Linked DNA regions of Sus scrofa: region 2 is linked to region 1. The links are chromatin contacts, called in public promoter capture Hi-C maps. All regions are on one chromosome and are shown on one strand. The core of a region is the stretch at or near the end of the contact, and the rest is flanking DNA. Distances in the headings are between cores, read along the strand shown.

The links. Promoter capture Hi-C pulls out the DNA fragments that hold promoters and counts their contacts.
Region 2: a contact with region 1 is called in a promoter capture Hi-C map of liver, with 4 times the contacts expected there. The contact joins the promoter of RMND5B here to the promoter of CLK4 in region 1. A contact is called at or near these places in 1 of 5 promoter capture datasets (liver) and 1 of 47 Hi-C or Micro-C datasets (heart right ventricle).

What each region holds. Positions count from the first base shown.
Region 1 is chr2:79,728,091-79,730,790 of Sscrofa11.1, reverse strand. CLK4 (dual specificity protein kinase CLK4) reads right to left here and starts at 1,331. Exons shown (of 13, transcript XM_021084353.1): 1 at 1,174-1,331. It also overlaps the pseudogene LOC106507310.
Region 2 is chr2:80,245,626-80,248,325 of Sscrofa11.1, reverse strand. RMND5B (required for meiotic nuclear division 5 homolog B (S. cerevisiae)) reads left to right here and starts at 1,262. Exons shown (of 11, transcript NM_001243800.1): 1 at 1,262-1,326; 2 at 1,503-1,622.

The DNA.
Region 1 (2,700 bases), core at 82-2,581:
GCGTCCTCTGCCCCCCTCCCCCAACTAATAATGCTCAGAAATATTACCTCAGGAGACCAAGAGAAAAATCCCAAACCCTGGTTACACAGACAAGGTTCTTTCGCATACACAAAAAAGAAAATCTAGAATTGTTACACCATCTCTAATTAATAAAGAATCCTACATGTTATAATCACCAGACATACTTCAATAAAAACAGCAGATAGAATAAATCTACGGGTTTATATCCATCTTAGGAATCTGATTCTCTACTGCCCTTTAACACTCTATATTATTGATTTAAGTGAGCATTCTGATTGACATATCTTATGCGGACAATTTTATGCACTCTCTCTATATTTAATGTGGCTAGAAATATCACAATTAGATGGATCCAAGAGGACTGCATTTAATAAATAACAAGAAGCCGAAGCCTGTGGCTGTATGTATGGAACACAATCACACAAACATAGCTATAAAATAGGACCAGGTGGTTGACCCAGGCAGTTTTGAATGCTGTTTCTTAAGGCTCAGACAAGCATATAGCGGTTGCTTAAGGATCAAGGACAGCAAGCTATACAAGTATCAGAAATACAGATCTGCCGCACAAGGGTAAGCTCCACCTTAGGAAAAATACAGTTCCGCACAAAGGATGAGCCTCTCAGTATTTCTGCCTCTCCCGTGCTCATTTCCACCATCCTGGACTTGCAGACTTGCAGTTCCTCGGACGCCCGGTCGCCGACCCCCGCCTACCCGCCCAGGGCCTTTGGCTCACTCACAGACAGGGACAGATATGCGACTCCGGAAAACACCCAAATGCTACCGGCGACCGAGACCAGGCACAGAGGGGAGCGCTGGGTCTACCACAACACAACCCCCCGCGGCTCTCGAAGGGCCTCCCGACAGGTCCTCGCTGTGGCCGACGGGAGGAGCAAAGGCCTCCGCAGCCTTGATGCGAGCAGCCTGAGCTCCCAGTGAAGAATAAGCAGCAGAGCCGAGGTCTTTCCGCCCTAGGACTTTAAATTTACCATGACATCTGGGCAACTTCAGGTTTTAAAAGCCACGAGCAGAGTTGTGCCGCGAAAGAACTCCGGTCGCCGAGGCCTTGAACCCGGTCGTTTTTCCGACACCTGGCTTTGACTCCTATAAGACTGGGAGGCCGCCCATCCCAGTACACCCCACCTGAAACGTTACCTCCGCAAAAGCAAAAGGCCTTTTGGCCGCGAAAGGCCGCCAAACCGCCGTCTTCTCTCTACAGGCGCTGCGACAAACACCCCACAAAATGGCGGCAGCGCCGTCTCCCTACAACCCCCCGGCAGCCTCTAGCACCACCTACAACCCGCGAACGCGCCTGCGTGACAGAGCTCGCGCGCTCCCGCCGCTCCCCCTAAAGGGCGGGGCTCCTGTGACGTCAGTGGCGGGCCCGGTCCGCCGCAACGCGTCTGCGCGGGGCAGGAGGTCCCCGCCCCGAAACCCGCCGGAGCTCAGGCGACGCCCTAGGTTGTTTTCGTTTTTGGAGTCTAGGTGAAAATTGGAGCGAGTGCCGGCGCACTGGCCTCAGCTGTGGCGTGTCTGTTCCTTCAGGAGAAGTTTTTGGGGTTTTTTTTTTGTCTTTTTGCCATTTTCTTGGGCCGTTCCCGCGGCATGTGGAGGTTCCCAGGCTAGGGATCTAATCGGAGCTGTGGTCACCAGCCTACGCCAGAGCCACAGCCACGCAGGATCCAAGCCGCGTCTGCAACCTACACCACATCTCAGGGCAACGCCGGATCGTTAACCCATTGAGCAAGGGCAGGGACCGAACCCGCAACCTCATGGTTCCTAGTTGGATTCGTTAACGACTGAGCCACGAGGGGAACTCCAGGACGAGTTATTTTGAAGGCAGCACCTCTAGGCAAAGCCAACAATGGCTCCTTTTTCTGCTCTTCAGCCTTTGGCACTTTGGCTGCCTGCCCTCCGCCTACCCAAGGACCTGAACTCTAGACACAGTCACCACAAGAGAGATAAGCCCCCAGACCCGCTCTGTGCCAGGCCCAGGTTGGCGCTGGGGGCAGTTCAGTGAACGAGATTGTGTAATTCAGTCGCTTGGAACTTCTGTCTAAAAATGGGCTCGAAGAGAATGTCTCGGGAAATAAGCTCAGGGGTGCTTATCTTTTTAAGGCCTGTGCACAACAATATCAAAAGAAATTTAAACTGGGACTCCTTTCAAGGTTTTTCCTGTTGTGCCTGGGCAGGATTTGGTAGCTGGAAGTTTCCCTAACAAAGGTTACCACATTATTTGTCCCTATGGGTCAGTTTTATTTAACCAAGGCAGAATAATGTCTGAGAGCTAGTAAGCCCCATTAAGGAGCTTGCTTACCTCAAGGTGTTTTGCAGTTTCTAAGAATCCCTAGTTTGCCGTTGTGAGCCTGTAGAGAGAGAAGAGAGAAAGCCAAAATCATTTCAAGGGACAGAGAGCCTGAGCAGGAATGACCAGAAGGAGAGGAGAGCCAAGAGTATGGTGTCAGAGCAAGCCTAAAGGAGGGAAAGCTTACAGTGCCAAATGCTAGGAAGGAGTCAGGAACTTTTCTGCTAGTACTGAAAAGTGTCAAGGGGATTTCACGTTCTGAAAAACAGTCAATAAAAAAAATCAGAAATCAAATATAGGAGGGCAGAGTTGAACCTCCCAATTATATGGGTCTGTACCTTGTACTTTTTAACCTTGTTAAGTGAAAGAAGGGCACT
Region 2 (2,700 bases), core at 13-2,512, 520 kb before region 1:
GGAGAATGTTGGAGATATAACAGCGATGATTAGAAAGTCCTGGCCTGGATGGAGCTTTTATCCTAAAAGAGGGTGTGTGTGTGTGTGTGTGTGTGTGTAGGGGGGTGGGGTGTTAGGGGCAGGAAGAACAAGAATAAGCAAATATACGCTCAAGATAATTTAAAGTTAAATGTTATAAAGAAAACAGGACTGGATTGTGCAAGTGCTATAGAGAAAACAAACCAAGATTGTGCAAGCGTGTTTTATGGGAGTGGGGAGGAGGCGTGGAGGGTTAGAGGGTAAAATGCCCTGGAATGAATCTGGTCTAAAAGAGAGCAGGAAGTTATGGAAAATGAGACCGAGTCTTTTCTCTTGCGCTCTTTCTAGTCCAAGTCCCTTAAGTCTGAGGAGGAGGTGGGAAACTTCTCTGCCTTTTCCCTGCAGAGGAAGGGGACCTGGGAGGGGGAATTCAGTCTTGGCCTGCGTTTGGGATCACTGCTTCCTCTCTCCTCCTTCCCAATCCTTATTTCTCCCTCCTTAGGGCAATTGTGCAACCCGTCTCCCCCCCAACTCCAAAAGGAGGGCGACCGATGGAGGGCAGCAGAGCAGGGGGTCGGTCTCTCACAGTAGAATTTAATTCTGTTGAACGCCCAGAGTATTAAGTCCGGGCTTAGAGGAGCAGCAGGGATAGGGCAGAAAAGAGGAACTTTTCTTTTAAACATCATTTGATATTTCAAAAAGAGAATCAAGGCGCTGTCGCGGGAAAGCCTAACCGTTGGATCGCTTACAGGCATTGTGTTGTTCAGTACTGTCTTTAATTTATTTTTTTATATTTTATTTTTTCCTGCTGTACAGCATGGGGATCAAGTTACTCTTACATGTACACATTTTCCCCCCCACCCTTTGTTCTATTGCAATATGAGTATCTAGACATAGTTCTCAAATGTCTTTATTTTAAACGAAGTTGGAGGGCGGGGAGGGGGGGGAGGCACAGTCATTTCTGGTTTAAGACTTCTGAACGAGGCGCCGCAGTGCGCACACCCGCTGGCCAGCAAGTGGGTCGCTCGGATTCCTTCCCGCTGAAGGGAAGGTTCGGGGCTCTGCCGGCGGCCCCGAGGGCCCAGGGGAGCACCTGCGCAGCGTCCCGACTTCGGGAGGTGAGGCAGCCAGCTGCCGCGGGGATCCTGCGGGCGACTCCAACCTTGGCACGCGGGAGGGGGAGGCTTGGCCACCCCTCCTTGAAGCCGCGAGTGGGCGAGTCCGGAGCTGCGGAGCAACGGCCAGTAGCTTCCGGTTCCGATGGCAGCGGCTCGGCGCCGGAAGCCAGGGCCAAGGCTGCGGGACCAGGTGAGAGGCCGCGAGCTTCCGGGAGGGGAGGTGCGACTAGAGGGCAGGGCGCGCCGGGACCACGGACTCGGGCGCTGGGGGCCCGTGTTTCGCTAGACTCCCAGCCTCCGGGTCTTCTCTGAAGCCCCGCGAATAAGCCCCCCGACCAGTCCTCTTTGCCCTTGTTTTCTCCACAGACGTCGGCCCAGGCTGGGAGTTGGACCCTCACAAACTCAGAACCTTCGAGGAGCCACCCTTGCTGGGGGAGTCGCTCGAACTCAGACGTCCCAATCTAGTGCGACCCGGCGGGGTCGGAGGTAACCCGTTACGGACGTGGGAGCCAGGCAGGGCATTCGACTAAGGTCTTTTGAAGGATGAGTAGGAGTTTGCCAGCAATTTGCATGTTCACGCAGGTGAAACTCCCAGTGGTGGCTGACGTCCAGAAAAACGGTGGGCTTTTACCTCGCTCCAGTTTTGGTTAATGACAAAAAATGTGACAAAAAAAAAAAAAAAAAAAGGTGTGCAATGAGAATAAGGAACAGGGTGAATTGATAGAGCGACAGGTGTGGGGTGGGGCAGAGGGGGCAGCATTAGATACTGTGGTCTAGGAGAGCGTCTCTGGAGAAATGACGTTTGCGTTTGAGACTCTGATAAGGAACTAGCCACAGGAAGATCTGGGAGTAGAGTGTTCCAGGCAGAGGGAACAGCCAGTGCAAAAGCTCTGAGGTAGACATAAACTGATGTTCAAGAAATAGAAGGAAGGAGTTCCCGTCGTGGCGCAGTGGTTAACGAATCCGACTAGGAACCATGAGGTTGTGGGTTCGATCCCTGGCCTTGCTCAGTGGGTTAAGGATCCGGCGTTGCCATGAGCGATGGTGTGGGTCGAAGACGCAGCTCGGATCCCGCGTGGCTGTGGCTGGTGGCTACAGCTCCAATTAGACCCCTAGCCTGGGAACCTCCATATGCCACGGATGCGGCCCTAAAAAAGGCAAAAAGACAAAGAAAAGAAATGGAAGGAAGGCTAGTGTGGTTGGAATATGGCCATTGAGGGGGAGAATGGTAGGAGCAGAGAGAGAGATTTTGGGCATAAAAAGGGTGGTGGAGTTCCTTGGTGGCTCAGTGGTTTAAGGATCCAGTGTTGTCACTGGTGCAGATTCAATCCCTGGCCTGGGAACTTCTGCATGCCTTGGGCGTGGCCAAAAAAGAAAAAAAGAAGGGTTTTTATTCTAAGTACAGTGGGAATCTATTGGGTTTTAAACAGAGGAGTGATGTGTAGGGTGAAAATGGATAAAGGTGGGGGTGCAAAAGATGAAGGGTTGGGCCAGCAGAGGCTGTTCAGTTCAGTGTCAGACAACGGGGACCTTTCTGTAATGTGTGCACATTTCCCTTCTTCCT